Linked DNA regions of Oryctolagus cuniculus: region 2 is linked to region 1. A link is a contact called in public Hi-C data. All regions are on one chromosome and are shown on one strand. Each heading gives the region's core, a stretch centred on a gene start, on an enhancer-like site or on the middle of the called end of the contact. The rest is flanking DNA. Distances are from core to core; before and after follow the strand shown.

Evidence for each region. A called contact is a pair of places that touch in the nucleus more often than the background predicts.
Region 2: a Hi-C map of an unstated tissue shows a contact between it and region 1, with 4 times the contacts expected there. The contact joins two enhancer-like sites. A contact is called at or near these places in 3 of 6 Hi-C or Micro-C datasets (ear pinna, psoas muscle and an unstated tissue).

The regions. Positions count from the first base shown.
Region 1 is chr20:40,467,783-40,471,142 of mOryCun1.1, forward strand. No RefSeq gene overlaps it. Among named protein-coding and RNA genes, the nearest start is that of C20H14orf132, 17 kb to the right of the region's middle. Within about 2 kb of position 2,054, at least 1 of the 8 cell types and tissues checked has an H3K27ac peak or open chromatin away from gene starts, as enhancers often do.
Region 2 is chr20:40,659,518-40,662,687 of mOryCun1.1, forward strand. BDKRB1 (bradykinin receptor B1) reads left to right here. Exons shown (of 2, transcript NM_001082347.1): 2 at 2,366-3,170. The coding sequence starts at 2,376. Among named protein-coding and RNA genes, the nearest start is that of BDKRB1, 4.4 kb to the left of the region's middle. Within about 2 kb of position 1,659, at least 2 of the 8 cell types and tissues checked have an H3K27ac peak or open chromatin away from gene starts, as enhancers often do.

The DNA.
Region 1 (3,360 bases), core at 804-3,303:
ACACCCCACGTGGACCGGGAGTCCTGTGTGTTCTTTTCCAGACTTCAGCCAAACACAGTGCACACGCATGGATGAGTTCACGTTGAAGTATTTTTACAGCTGCGATGTATCAATTGACCTCAAATCGATCTGATAATTACATGTTGTGTCTGAAACTTCATGTGTGTAGGATTTGCTGCAAAACAACCCACTAGGGTGGGAGGAAGTGGGGCAGGAACAGATGACCTGGAAGGGGTCTTGAGTTGATGGTTGTAGCTGGAGGCAGGGCTCGCTACACTGCGATTCAGCCAATCTCTGCTGACAAATGCTGGGCGAGCTCTAAGTTCCCAGGTGACCCCAAGAGAGCTGAGGCCACTTCAAATGAATAAATAAGTCCTTAAAAAAAGGTAAAGAAAACCTTTTGTAAAAGAAGCCCCTACACTAAATACAGCTCTGTTGGTGGAATCCAGCAAACTTCCAAGGGAGAAAGGACCCAGTTCTCCTGTTCCAGGAGGTGCAAGACAAGGAAAGAGCTCCTGACTGGTAGAGGTGGAAAGGATGATGGCTCTGGTCAGCTGCCTTCTGGGGCTGTCCTAGTGCTGCCCGAGTCAGGCCAGGATCATCGCTGGACGCTACAACAGTGCGCAAGTTCAGTGGAGAACAAGACACGCTGTTCAGGGGACCTCCTCGCCGTTACTTGTGAATTCAAAGGGGGCAGTGGCAGCTCTACAGTACAGGAGCCTGGGAGCTAACTCCATAGCCAAGTGACCCATCCACAGTGGGATGATGTGGCACCCTGACAAGCACACACCCAAAATGTGTACCGTGCCTCTAACATGCCGGGTCATCAGATGAACCCAGCTAAGGGACCGTCTGCAAAATAAAAATACCAATGTCAAGAAAATTAAGCTAAGAAGCCGTTCCAGACTAAAGGAGACTAAAAAGCAAATAAAATGAAATGTAACACTAAATCCCCAAATTGGACCTGGCATTAGAATCAAAATGACCCTAAAGGACGTTATGGGACTATTGGTGAACTTTGAATGATTTTTTTCCAGAATATCAACATTAAGTTACCTGATTTTGATAATTATACTGTAAAATAAATGTCCTTGTTCTTAAATGTACATGATAACTGTGGGTAAGAATGTGTGATGTTGGAGAGCTTAGGCAAATGGTTCAGAGAAAAACCAATACAAATACGTGCTATAAAAAGAATGATAAATGAAACGCAGCAACGTGTTAATAACTGATGAGCTTGGGTGTGTAGTATGCGGGAGCTCTCCGCCGTATCTCGCAAGATCTTAGTGTCTGCACTGGTCTCAAAATAAAGCTACACAACAAAAGCCAGTGATGATTATATTCACCCCCACACACTTCCCAAGTAACCAACAAGAGCTGAATTTAGTCCGACAGTGGTGGTTTCCACACCTCTGTGACTGACACGTCCACACCTCTGTGACTGACACGTCTACACCTCTGTGACTGACACGTCTACACTCTGCTGGGCTCACACAGCTACAGAGCTAGCAGTGGCTGATGGGAGTTTGTCGAGCCATTTTCAGGTACATGAGAGCCGGGAACGCTGAGTAGACCAAGGGCAGTTCTCAGCGCTCCCACATGCCAACCGCTGTGGCCTCAAGAGCCAGCCCCAGTCCTTTTTTATTTATTTTTTATTTTTTTTATTTACAGGCAGAGTGGACAGGGAGAGAGAGAGAGAGACAGAGAGAAAGGTCTTCCTTTGCCGTTGGTTCACCCTCCAATGGCTGCTGTGGCCGGCACACCGCGCTGATCCGATGGCAGGAGCCGGGAGCCAGGTGCTTCTCCTGGTCTCCCATGGGGTGCAGGGCCCAAGCACTTGGGCCATCCTCCACTGCACTCCCTGGCCACAGTAGAGAGCTGGCCTGGAAGAGGGGCAACCGGGACAGAATCCGGCACCCCGACCGGGACTAGAACCCCGTGTGCCGGCGCCGCAAGGCGGAGGATTAGCCTAGTGAGCCGCGGCGCCGGCTCAGCCCCAGTTCTTGGAAGTCAAGGCGGTCAGCAGCAAACGGCAGCAACTCAGCCCCAGCGGCAGAGCAGGAGGTCAGTTTCCTGGCTTACTTGGCTGACGTTCCAGGCGTCCAGAGGTCAGGGGCCCAGAGGGTGCTGCTGTGAACCTGTCTCACTCTGTCTTGCAGTTCAGATCGCGCAGCTTCCACGCAGACGCCCCCTTCGTTGGGTCAGGATGCGGCCAGTTTCGGGGCCTCAAGGGAAAGGGGTGCTCTTCGGTCCCAGGGCTTCCAGAGGAAGTACTGGTTGGCTCCTGTGGCAGCACGCATCTGTTCTTTCTGGATTGTCAGATGTAAGGGCTGAGTGTCCGGGTCTGGGTCATGGGAAGATAGCTTCCTGAGGCTAAGAAGCTGGGAGGTGGAGGAGCGGTCAGCCTGGCCTAACCCCTGTGTTCCCCAAGCAAGAGCAGACCCCTCAGAGAAGGGAGCACCAGGACGGATGCCAGGCAGAGACCCGGATGTCAACTCCATCCTGCCCTGTCGGTGCCCAGTCCCACCTACCGCGGTCTTCCCACACCCTCAGAGACACCTGCTCCTAATGCACACAACAAACTCACGCAAGGGTGGCCCTCCATGCCTGCGGGTTACACATTAAAGAGTTAAACCAACTGCAGATCTAAAATATTTTTTAAAAATTACAATGGCACCAGCATCCTATATGGGCACCAGTTTGTCTCCTGGTTGTTCCACTTCTGATCTGGCTCCCTGCTAATGCACCTGGGAAAGCAGTGGAAGATGGCCCAGGTGCTTGGGCCCCTGCACCCATGCGGGAGACCCAGATGGAGTTCTGGGCTCCTGGCTTCGGCCTGACCCAGCCCCGGGTGTTGCAGTCCTCTAGGGAGGGATCCAGAGGATAGCAGATCTCTCCCTCTTTCTGCGACTCTGCCTTCCAAATAAAAAACATCTTAAAAATTATGTCAAAGCTGAAAATATTCATTTTTCTTGTTATTATTTCCTAAACAATATAGTGTAACAACTAATTTTGTGCTGTATTGGGTATTACACATAATCTGGAGATGACAAAGTACACGGGAGACGGGAGCAGGTTCCATGGGAAACTACGCCATCCTACAAAAGGGACTCGCGCGTCCGTGGGCCATGGGGTTTGGTAACCAAGCGGGGGGCCCTGGAACCAGTGAACGCCGTCTTCCCCATCTCAGAGCAGAGACCACCTCAAGTCACATCCGTGTGCCGGCGCGGGTCCCCAGCTCAGGTGAATTCCATTCCCCTTGATTAGACCTTAATGTAGCTTCCAGGGTCCAGCCACATCCGCACGGATTCTGAATCAACTCTCCCTCCTCACGCATCTCCTGTACCACAGCAGGCAGAG
Region 2 (3,170 bases), core at 409-2,908, 190 kb after region 1:
TATGTAAATGAATAGAAAGATTTATGGACAGATACACATACAACAAAAATTTTGTTATATTGTATCAACAGAGTTATAAAGTAGCTCTAGTCGAAAACAATTTTTAAAAAATCTTTAAACAAGGGGCTGGCACTGTGGCCTAGAGGGTAAAGCCGTCACCTGTAGTGCTGGCATCCCAAATGGGCGCCGGTTCAAGACCTGGCTGATCCAGCTCTCTGCTATGGCCTGGGAAAGCAGTAGAAGATGGCCCAAGTGCTTGGGCCCCTGCACCTGTGTGAGAGATCCAGCAGAAGCTCCCGGATCCCGGCTTTAGGTCAGATCAGCCCAGCTCCGGCCGTTGTGGCCATTTAGAGAGTGAACCTGTGGATGGAGGACTTTCTCTCTCTCTCTCTCTCTCTCTCTCTCTCTCTCTGCCTCTCCTTCTCTGTGTAACTCTGACTTTCAAGTAAATAAATCTTTTTAAATATCATCATCAACTTCACCACAAAGCTGGTAGTTGAGTGAGTTTGTGCCTTTGCTCTAAAATTTTATAAATTCTGTGAAATAAACCATCTACGTCGCTGGCAGAATTCTAAAACTTAATGCAATTACAAATCATGCAGGCACCACAGTCTATTCCATTACCATTCTGTTTTATTGATCTCTTCATTTAGTGAGGACACTGCGGCTACCAGGCCACAATGTGTGCTTGCATTACCCCACAAAAATGCAGTAACTTGTAAAAACTTTAAGCTGAATTTAAAGAAGGCCTGTAGTCTCGCTTGGCTGGAATGAACTTGCAGAAGCCCCCTCTGGTTCCAGGTGAAGGACTGAGTGGCGATTGGAATTCGCTGCTCTTTCTCTTGGAAGACTGTGAGGGTGCTGATAGTGCAGTCTCGCCTGTCAAGTTCTTACTGAGCCGGCGCCTAAGCAGCCATTGCTGTGCCTCTGTGCACGAACAGGTGGAACCGAAGAGCGGCTGTGTGTCCCGCGGCTTCTGTGACTATCGGGGTGAAGCCCGTGTCTTAGGGCACCATCTTCTTAAAATTAGTAACTTCTGGGGCCTGTGTTGTGGTGCCATGGGTTAAGCCATCACCTGCGGTGCCAGCATCCTGTATGAGTGCCAGTTTGTGTCCCGGCTGCTCCACTTCTGATCCAGCTCCCTGCTAATGCACCTGGAAAGCAGTGAAAGATGGCTGAAGTACTTGGACCCCTGCCCTCATGTGGGAGACCCTGATGAGGCTCCTGGCTGCGTCTGGACCCAGCCCTGGCCACCGTGGGTGGAAGATCTCTCTCTCTCTCTCTCTCTCTCTCTCTCGCTCGCTCGCTCTCTGTAAGTCTGCCTTTTAAATAAGCGCATCTTTAAAGGAAGCACTACTAAAGGAGCAGCTTCGAGTCACCACAGCCCCCAGTGATGTCAACGTCCACATTCTGTGCAAATCGCGCGTTCATCATCAGCTTCCTTGAGAAGTTCAGTACTTAGATGTGCAGTAATGTTTGTGTTTTAGCACATCACTGCCAGAATTTATTGCAAAATTTAAAAGTATTGCAAAATAAGAAAATAAACAGACAGTTGTGGATCTACGCCCTGCAATAAATAACAAAGCCGCCGTGGCCAGAGCCTCCAGCCTCGCCCAGATGCTGTGCCTTGGGCGTCTCGCGGGCACCGGGCCACCGTGGCTCATGTTTCCTGTGGGTCTGGCTGCCCAGCGCCTCACTGGCTTCTCTGTGCTTTCCCTCGGTGACTTCATCCAGTCGTGCGGCTTCCAGCTCCATCCATGTGGCTAAACTCCCGGATGTGTGTCCTTGTCTCAGACTCGTCCCTGAGCACGAGACTCATGTATCTCACCGTGCCCTTGATGTCCAGCGGACATCTCAACCCAAACCAGCCCCAAACTGACCTGCTCCCCTTCCCCCAGGTCCCGGCCCCATCTTCACTCTGCCAGCCCCTTCTCAGTCGGTGACAATGTCACACCTCCAGGTGCTGGGGTCAAAAGTGGCACCAGCCAAGTCCCCCCTTCTCACGCCGAAACCCAACTGAAAATGATGGCGGCGGTTCAGCTGCACCTGGAGTCTGACGGCTTTGCGCCGTGCCCACGGCCAGCCCTCAGCCGCTGGCCCGCCAGCCTGCTCACTCCCACTGGTGCTGACCTTCTCCTCCCTCTGGGCCGTTGGCACACGCTGGGCAGGGACTTTTTGTCTGTGTCCCAAATGCCACGCCCAGCGCCTGACTCAAAGGAGGTGCTCAGTGAACACCAACAGCGCACAGGCAGCCGAACACGACGCGGGCACGCACGGCACCCCTGTGCTGATAAAGCTTTATTGTTCACTACAGGCAGCAGGCTGGGTCCGGGCCCCGTGTTATTCCATGTGCTGCTCTTTTCAGGTCACTGTGGATGGCCTCACAGGGCCCCCTGGAGCTCCAGCCCTCCAACCAGAGCCAGCTCGCCCCTCCTAATGCCACGTCCTGCAGCGGCGCCCCGGATGCCTGGGACCTGCTGCACAGGCTGCTGCCCACGTTCATCATTGCCATCTTCACCCTCGGCCTCCTGGGAAACTCTTTCGTCCTGTCCGTCTTCCTCCTGGCCCGGCGGCGACTGAGTGTGGCAGAAATCTACCTGGCCAACCTGGCCGCTTCTGACCTGGTGTTTGTCCTGGGCTTGCCCTTCTGGGCAGAGAATGTGCGGAACCAATTCGACTGGCCCTTCGGGGCCGCCCTCTGCCGCATCGTGAACGGGGTCATCAAGGCCAACCTGTTCATCAGCATCTTCCTGGTGGTGGCCATCAGCCAGGACCGCTACAGGGTGCTGGTGCACCCCATGGCCAGCCGGAGGGGGCGGCGGCGGCGGCGGGCTCAGGCCACCTGCGCGCTCATCTGGCTCGCGGGGGGCCTCCTGAGCACCCCCACTTTCGTGCTGCGCTCCGTCAGAGCCGTCCCGGAGCTCAACGTCTCTGCCTGCATCCTGCTGCTCCCGCACGAGGCCTGGCACTGGCTGAGGATGGTGGAGTTGAACCTGCTGGGCTTCCTCCTCCCGCTGGCCGCCATCCTGTTCTTCAACTGCCACATCCTGGCCTCCCTGCGGAGGCGGGGGGAGCGCGTCCCCTCGCGGTGCGGGGGCCCCCGGGACAGCAAGAGCACGGCGCTCATCCTCACTCTCGTGGCTTCCTTCCTGGTCTGCTGGGCCCCCTAC